3 separate regions of the Pan troglodytes genome follow, and regions 1 and 3 are each linked to region 2. A link is a contact called in public Hi-C data. All regions are on one chromosome and are shown on one strand. The core of a region is the stretch at or near the end of the contact, and the rest is flanking DNA. Distances in the headings are between cores, read along the strand shown. Region 1 holds the start of WWOX (WW domain containing oxidoreductase). Region 2 overlaps VAT1L (vesicle amine transport 1 like). Region 3 holds the start of VAT1L (vesicle amine transport 1 like).

Region 1 (2,896 bases), core at 259-2,758, 130 kb before region 2:
GCCTCTGCTGGGGTTTCCAAAACTTTCCCAGGAAATGATAGTGAAGCTATCTAGGACTGCTGCTAAAAAATACTCCTGGCTAGGCGCAGTGGCTCACGCCTGTAATCTCAATTCTGGAGGCTGAGGCAGGTGGCCTGCTTGAGCCCAGTAGTTCGAGACCAGCCTGGGCAACATGGTGCGACCCTAGTCTCTACAAATACTTAAAAAATTAGTCGGGCATAGTAGTGCACGCCTGTAGTCCCAGCCACTCAGGAGGCTGAGATGAGAGGATTGCCTGAACCCAGTAGGTAGAGGCTGCAGTGGGCTATGATGGCACCCCTGCACTCCAGCCTGGATGACTGAGCAATACCGGTCTGGACAAAACAAAACAAAACGAAACGAAACTAAACTCCTATCCCTGCAACCCAGAGCCTGCAGGAGGGAGCTGAGCATGTGTGCTTTTTAAAACATCTTTATTTTTTGGCGGGGATGAGGCCGCTTTGCCCTCGCCGCGCCGCGCCGCGCAGTGCTGCATCCTGAACAGCAGAGGGCGCGCCGGGAAGCCGCCAGGTGACCCCCGCTGGACCCAGGGCCCACCAAGGGGGCCGGCCCCTACTGGGAACCCTGGACTCTTTTCCCTGAAGCTCCTTAACAGTTACTTTCACTTTGCACCGCACTCGCGGCGCCGGAGTGCGCGCCCTCCCCGCGCAGGTGGCGTCCGTGGGCAGTGTAGGGTCCCAGGTGCGTCCGCGGCCCCACTGCGGCCCCCTTACTTGGCGTAGTAAACCCAGCCGTCCTTGGTGGTTCTCTCCTCCCAGCCCGGAGGCAGCTCGTCCTCACTGTCCGTGTCGTCCAGGCCCGCGTAGCGCAGCGCTGCCATGGCTGACTGTGGAGGCACCTGGCCCCCCGATCGCCCGCTGCCGGGTCCACTCGCCCAGGAACTCACTCCCGCTCCAAACGAGACCCGCGCGCGTCGGGGCCCGACCGCTCACGCCTGCGCACTGCGCCCTCCAGGGGCCGCTCCGCCGACCACGAAGCTGAAATCCAGTCTCCGCAATATCGCGACTGCCGGCGTCAAAGGGGCAGGGCCTGGAGAGGAAGGCGGTGATAGTGCCTAAGAGATCGCGCTGCCGCCGGGCTAGACAGCAAAGCCGGAGAGCGCTCCGAGGCGCTAGAGATAGAGCGGAGACTTGTCAGCCTCCCCGCCGCAGGGAAGGGGCGTGCGCATCCAGTTTCGGGCCAGGACTCCGCCCGTTGCTGGGCGACCCGTAATCACTTCCGCGTTGTTCTGGCCAATCCTGCAGGAGCACGGCAATTGGATATGGGAAATGTAGTCCAGGCGGCGCCTGACCGAAAAGCGGCGCCCGACTGAAAAGCGGCGCCCATGCTGTTGTCCTGGGCTTCTGTCTCTCCTTGCCTTGGGGTCTCGTGAAAGTCCGTGATCACAAACCTTCCAGGGCTTGCCAGCATTCGTGCTGATTCACAACCTTTGTTTTGTATATGAACACAATGTTAAAATATAACCTGGAGAACTTAAAACTGCTGATTCCTGATTTCCTGGTTTTAGAGAACTTTCTTCCAGCCAAAACACAGTGCTGTTGATAACAGAGACTGATGTTTACGGAGCACTTAATGTGGGGTCCAGGCCAGTAATGCATAGACATCTCATGTAGCTGACACCTTTGTGTAGTGGGCACAACTCAGACAGGGTAGCTAGGCCGGGCTCAGTGGCTCATGCCTGTAATCCAAACACATTAGGAGGCTGAGGCAAGAGGATCACTTGAGGCCAGGAGTTTGAGAACAGCCTGGGCAACATCGCAAGACCCCTGTCTCTACCAAAAATAATTATTTTTTTAGTTTGCCGGGCGTGGTAGTGCACATCGGTAGTCCCAGCTACTCATTGAGGCTGAAGGGGGAGCATCACTTGAGCCCAAGAAGTCGAGGCTGCAGTGAGCTATGATCGGGCCACTGCACTCCAGCAGGGCGACAGAGAGAGCTGCTGTCTTTAAAAAACTGCCTCACCTTTAGAGAATTTCCTTTAGTAAGTCTGGAATGGGTCCAGAATCTGGAAAGAAAGGGAGGGAGGGAGGGAGGGAGGGAGGAAGGAAGGAAAGAAGGAAGGAAGGAAGGAAGGAAGGAAGGAAGGAAGGAAGGAAGGAAGGAAGGAAGGAAGGAAGGAAAGGAAAGGAAAGGAAAATAAAAGAAGGGATAGCTAACTACCTGAGGAGGCACAGGAAGAGAGGAGAGCCGGGGGATTCCTGGCAGTTGAGATCGCATCACTCCACTACAGTTATTGACTCATTTGTGTAGTCCCGACTAAACTGACAAAGCACACCCGGGACTTCTTTCTATTGCCAGCACTTGGTAAATGCTTCAACCTACAAATTTATTAAATGAACAAATGAATGAATGGTGTGATTCCTTAGGTTTGGTTCTCTGTGAATCAATCTAATTAAAAACAAAATCCTGTATTTACAAGGTACACTCAAGTCCTCTTGGACCACCAAAAGATATCCTATAAATGTTCTGTATCCAAAACCTCAAACATATCTTCAGCTTGTGCTTAAGGAGTTTTCCAGAACATTCCCTGTTTGGCACTTGCTTCCCAGCCCCATGTTATAGGGAAATCTACTGACCGTGATTTCTCAGGCCTAGGTCCCAGAGAATGCAAGCCTCCATCAGAATAATTACATATATTTGATTCTTCTGAGAGAGCAAAAAAATAAAATTGAAAATAAGGAATTTTAAAAGTATATATTTTAATGGGCAGTGTATGGGAGGGGCAGCTGCTATTTGTCTTCATGTTCTGAAATGGATGATTGCTTAGGATTCCTGCTCTACGTACTCTTTAGCGGAGACACCTGCCTTTCTATATTTGACCAACCAAAAACAAGCTTAACAAAGCACTGTTTTGTTT
Region 2 (2,809 bases), core at 260-2,759:
CTTGCTGGGCTGCATCCCCAGAGAGTTAGGTATTCCTAGCCTCTAGATGCTCACGGTTAAGGGAACAGATTGATAATGTTTACTAAACAGACCCAGACTTGGGAGTGTCCTGATAACGATATCTCGATATCTTGAGAACAGAAGCATTCCTAATTTTGCTTTAAAGATAATAATATCAGGCCAGGCATAGTGGCTCACGATCGTAATCCCAGCGCTTTGGGAGGCCAGGGCGGGAAGATCACTTGAGGTTAGGAGTTCAAGACCAGCCTGGCCAACATGGGGAAACCCCATCTCTATTAAAAATACAAAAATTAGTTGGGCGTGGTGGTGGGTGCCTGTAATCCCAGCTGCTTGGGAGGCTGAGGCAGGAGAATTGCTTGAACCCGGGAGGTGGAGGTTGCAGTGAGCTGAAATCGCACCACTGTGCAACAGAGTGCACAACCACTGTTGCCTGGGCAACAGAGCGAGACTGTCTTTAAAAAAAAAAGAATTGATTCTTGCAAAATACAGTAATTAAGAAAATTAATCCTTTATCACAAACCCTTGTAGCAGAGCCTGTCCCCATGCTCTTTTTCTTTGTTTGTTTGTTTGAGATGGAGTCTCTGTTGCCCACGCTGGAGTGCAGTGGCGTGATCTTGGCTCACTGCAAGCTCCGCCTCCCAGGTTCACGCCATTCTCCAGCCTCAACTTCCTGAGTAGCTGGGACTACAGGCGCCTGCCACCACGCCCGGCTAATTTTTTGTATTTTTAGTACAGATGGGGTTTCACCTTGTTAGCTAGGATGGTCTTGATCTCCTGACTTTGTGATCCGCCTGCCTTGGCCTCCCAAAGTGCTGGGATTACAGGCGTGAGCCACCGCGCCCAGCCCATGCTCTTTTTTTATCCTACATTTAAACAAGCATTGTACCCAGGGTGAACGTGTTCCTCCTCTTTCAGGAACTCACTACTCTGTCTCTGGCGTAGCTATTGTTTCACCACTTGACTTTCTTGAACTTGCTTTTGCTTTGCACTGTGGACTGGCCCTGAATTCTCTCTTGTGTGAGACCCAAGAGCCCTGTCTTGGGGTCTGGATCAGGACCCCTTTCCTGTAACACCCCGACTGCAGCCTTGTGAGAATCAAAGGACCAACTAAGCTGTGCCCAGATTCCCCACTCACAGAAACTGGGAGATCATAAGTGCCTCTAAGTTTGTTGGGGGTGGGGGAGTTAAATGCAATAATAGATAATATATTCTTATCTCACATACATAATTATTACCTTGCAAAATATATCCCCATTTTACAGATAATGTACCCTGATGCTCAAAAATAGAAGCAATTTACCCAAAGATTACGTAATTAATTGCGACACAATTGTGGTTGGCACTCAGGGCTGCCAGACTTCAAAACCAAAGCTCTTTCCCAGTTCTGCCTAGTCCGTACTGCTTTGTTTGACTCTCAAAGGCAAAGGAATGAGGTAGGCAGTGTCTCACGTCATGGCTCTCCAGCATTCAGTTATTTATCACCCTGGCAAGTTATTAGCATCTGAAAACTCCTTGGAGACTAGGAACAACTTTTAAGCTGCCTCTCCAGTAAGACAGAGCCCAGAGAAACTGAAAAGCTGTTTTCTCACCAGTTAAAGCTTATTGTGATGCTAGGAGAAAAAGCTCCCTGCAGGGCTGCCTCTAATCTGCATGCTTTTTGGATATTTCTTTCTGAAATGAACTGACTCCTTCAAGTCCCTTACGGAAAGGATGGATAAAGGATTAGCAGTATTTCCAAGAGGCCATTTAAGTAGCCTGACCTCCTATTCACGCTGTGTGCATTTCTATCCTCTTGTTAGGCTGCTCTTGGAGCCTTTCTCATGGCAATGTTGAAGGAAAGAAATGATACTCTTCTTGATTAATTCTTTGTTAGGCCACCATATGAGGCCCTTTGCATAAGTTGCTTCCTTTTATCCACACACACCAAGCCTCTTAGAAGTGTCTGCATCAGTTTCACAGAGGAGAAACCCGATGATAAGCGGAGTTAAGCATCACAATGATTAGCTGAGTTAAGCACCACAGTTTCACAGATAAAACATCCAAGGTTCTTGCCTCTGGTGCCCATATGAAAGGTGGTGAGAACCATGGGGGATCTGAGAGGGCAGCTTCCCCTTCCTCTGTTGTCAACACCCCAAACTGCTCTCAAATAACACCTTGGCAAAGCAAAGTCTGCACAAAAGAGACATTGCTCCCAAATTACCGTTTATAAGTGGAAGCACCCCGGCGGGGGTGACAGTGCCCAGAAGATAGTGGTGATGGGCTCCAGAAAGCTCAGTAGCACGTGGGAGACTTGTCTTCTCCGTTGGGACCACCAGAGGTGCTTTTTTTTTTTTTTTTTTTTTTAAGTACTCTTCTGCTTAAAACCCTTCCCCATTGTATTCAAGAGAACTGTCTAGTAGACCTGCATTGCCTGATACTATAGCCACTAGTCAATGTGGCAAGTGCGCATTTGAAATTTGGCTAGTAAAAATTGCCACGTGCTGTCAGTGCAAAATTCACACCAGACTTCACAGACTTAATCATCATAAAAAAGAATCCAAACTATTTCAGTAAGAGTTGTTGACATTTATTACATGTTGAAATAACAATTATTAAAATTAGTTTTTTGTAGTTTTGAAAATATGGCTAGAAACTAGAAAATTTAAAACTTTGCATGTGGCTCACATAATTCTGTGGAACAGCACTGGACTGCATGTTTCTGGAGCTGGTAACTGTTGCCTTTTCTGGCTTTATTGCTTTTCTTCACCTTTTATCACACCCTCATGTCCACCACTTACGATGTATCTGA
Region 3 (2,718 bases), core at 159-2,658, 180 kb after region 2:
CACCGTGATTAATAGCAAGTTCCCCTTACAAGTTTAACATGCAAACCTAGTGTTGGGTCCAGTCCGCCTCTGCTGGGTAAGCTCTTCCCAGAACTTCAGGGAAATTACAGTGCCCGCACACAGAGAGGCTTAAACTCTCCCCGGGAATTTCAGCTGAGCGTGAGGGCCTGGAGAAGTTCCCCCAGGGGGAATGGGGAATAGAGGGCAGCTTAGAGAGCTGAGCTTCTTCTGAGATGGGAGCAGGAATTCCGGGGAGACTGATCAGGGTTTTTTCCCCTCTCGGAGAAACAGAGGATGGAGAGGGATATGGAGGGGGTTGCGCTGCAGCCCTGGTCTCCACCCTCACCAAGCTTGGGTGCAAGGTAGCGACCCTCTTCCTTCCTAATTCCTTTCCCCGTCAGGCTACGGGGAAGAAAGTGTGCAGGAGGCGGAATCCAGCCCTGCACCCTGTCCCAGGCCCTTCAGGACAACAACATAGAGGTGAAAAAAGATCATGTATGAAATTCTCGGCCAAGCCACTTAGTGGCAGCTGACTGATCTTGGGCAAATCACTCATTCTCTCTGAGCGGCGGCTTTCTTACCTGTAAACGGATCATGATGGCACCTGACTCATTAGGTCCCAGGAAGTATTAAATAAGATCGCATGTGTAAAACTACCAACGGCGGCTGGCACACAGTGGGCTTGCGGTTCTTAATACATATATTTTTAATTCTGTTAAGCATCAACCCCCCCTGTGCGAAAGCTGAGTTGTCCTCTCAGACGGAGAACTCCCGTAGCGCAATCTTTCAGACCTGGGGTGCCTGGGCGCCAGCATTCTCCCCGCGCCCAGGAGCTCACATTCTCCTCCCGTCACCCCTAGATCTGGCTTGGGGAGGCCGCCCCTCTGCATCCTCCCCAGCTTTGGCCCGGGGAGGCTCTGAGACCCGGGCGAGGGCGTGGAGGGGGTGCGCGCGGCGGTTCTACCCGGGCAGCATCCCAGCCGCAGCTTTCCCACCCCCTCCCCAGCGCCCAGCGCGCAAAAAGAGAGAAAGCGAGAAAGGCGCGGATACTGGACCAGGCTTTGACGCGGATCTTGAGCTCGCCGTCCTGAGGCTCGGGCATGGCCTTCCTGGAGAGCCGCAGCTTGTTGAGCCCCCCGAAGCCGGCCAGCACCACCGCGCGCATCTCCTGGGCGTCCCCGAGGCGGTGCGAGCCGTCGCCGCCGCCGCCCTCCGCCGGCTCCTTGCCTGCCTCCTTCTCGATCATTTGCTCCGTCTCCTCCGCCTTCTCCACGCCTTCCTTGGCCATGGCGCTCGAGGGCGCGGGGCGCACGGGCTGCGGTGGCTGCGGCGCTGGAGGACTGGGGCTCCTCTCCCGCGGGTTCCTCCTGTTGAATGTGGGATGCTCGGCTGTGCAATGGCTGCAGCCTCTGCTAGCGCCGCCGCGGTCCACAGCCTCCGCCGTAATCCTCACAAGAGCGGTGCCCTAAGCGTTTCACCCCCGCCCCACCCTTCTTTCCTGTCCCAACGAAGCCTCAACTCCAGTTCCTGAAATAGTCCCAAATTAGGGTCGGGATCGCGGCCCTAAACCCAAATTTGCCGAAGATCTGTGACTAAAACGAGCCTAGAGAGACCACCTTGTCATCCCCCTTCCTGTGGGCCCAGTACTTGGTTATATACGGCACAGGCTCGTGTGCCTTGAAATGGACCGAGACTAATGTCTGGGCCTGGAGGATGCCTTCCCGCGACAAGGTTGCCCTCTCTCCCTCCCATCTTCGAGGCTGGGCGGGATAGTCGGGAAATTGGGTCGTTTCTCAAACAGCCAGTTTTGGGTGGAAGGGCAGAGGTTTGGGAAGCAGGGAACTAGAGATCCCGCTCACTGCCCTGAAGAGTCCAGTGCAGGGTCTTTTCACTCCAGACCTGCAGGGTCAGCCGGGATGCTCTTTGCTGGGTATCACCAGGGGCTTCCTTACGACGGCGAATTCTCACCACCCACACCATTTCGGGCTATTAAAGAGGCTTCAGACAAGAATCCTGTACCAGAAAGGATCCTGTTCATGTTCTGATCCCCGGAAGACCAATGTGTACCCGCTCCCCAACATGCATGCACATACACAGAGTAGTAACTGGCGTTTTGTTTTGTTATCAGGCTCTTTGAGGAAAACAGCTCATAGAAAAACTTGGATTTTCTGAAATAAAATAATGGGGAAGGAGGTGGTTTTCCTAGGGGCAGTTTAAGGAAAGAGATGCAGTTGAGGAAGTAGGTCTATATTCTATTATAGTTGCTATTGCCATTGCCAGCCTTGAGATCTTGGGCAACTCATTCAACCTTCCTGAGCCTCAACACACTCATCTATAAATTGGGTACATTGATTTTTTTTTCTGTATTGTGTGAAGTGCTGGGGTGGATATGATTTCAGTGAGACATGGTCCTTATATTGGAAAAGGTCAATTTCAGAGCATGAGGCAGGAAGGACACGGTCAACAAATGTGGTACAATGAATGATATAAGTGCTGCCTCTTTTCTCCCCCCATTCTTCCTGTGCCTCACTGCTTTAAATGCCCTGGTCTTCTATTCCTTAAAAAAAAAAAAAAAAGACGATTGCCATTTTCCCTCCTTCCACAGGGTTCTGCACCTGCTGTCCCCTTGGCTTGGGGTATGTGTTCCATCTCCTTTATCTGGTGTTAACTCCTACTTCGTTCTCACCTCAAGGGTCCATTCCTTTTGGGAGGCACTCC

Evidence for each region. Hi-C and Micro-C count contacts between places; a contact is called where the count stands out from the background.
Region 1: a Hi-C map of stem cell-derived neural progenitor cells shows a contact between it and region 2, with 2.9 times the contacts expected there. The contact joins the promoter of WWOX here to the enhancer-like site in region 2. A contact is called at or near these places in 1 of 7 Hi-C or Micro-C datasets (stem cell-derived neural progenitor cells) and 1 of 1 datasets of contacts at active chromatin or transcription factors (stem cell-derived excitatory neurons).
Region 3: a Hi-C map of stem cell-derived neural progenitor cells shows a contact between it and region 2, with 4 times the contacts expected there. The contact joins the promoter of VAT1L here to the enhancer-like site in region 2. A contact is called at or near these places in 1 of 7 Hi-C or Micro-C datasets (stem cell-derived neural progenitor cells), 1 of 1 datasets of contacts at active chromatin or transcription factors (stem cell-derived excitatory neurons) and 1 of 1 other capture datasets (stem cell-derived neural stem cells).

Annotation. Positions count from the first base shown.
Region 1 is chr18:76,239,350-76,242,245 of NHGRI_mPanTro3-v2.0_pri, reverse strand. WWOX (WW domain containing oxidoreductase) reads right to left here and starts at 1,508. Exons shown (of 10, transcript XM_009431284.4): 1 at 753-1,508. The coding sequence starts at 859.
Region 2 is chr18:76,109,896-76,112,704 of NHGRI_mPanTro3-v2.0_pri, reverse strand. All of the region lies in intron 7 of VAT1L (vesicle amine transport 1 like), which reads right to left. Among named protein-coding and RNA genes, the nearest start is that of CLEC3A, 32 kb to the left of the region's middle. Within about 2 kb of position 1,509, at least 9 of the 24 cell types and tissues checked have an H3K27ac peak or open chromatin away from gene starts, as enhancers often do. A contact at or near this core is called in stem cell-derived neural progenitor cells and stem cell-derived neural stem cells, where this site is marked.
Region 3 is chr18:75,930,550-75,933,267 of NHGRI_mPanTro3-v2.0_pri, reverse strand. VAT1L (vesicle amine transport 1 like) reads right to left here and starts at 1,408. Exons shown (of 9, transcript XM_001139539.8): 1 at 1,056-1,408. The coding sequence starts at 1,288.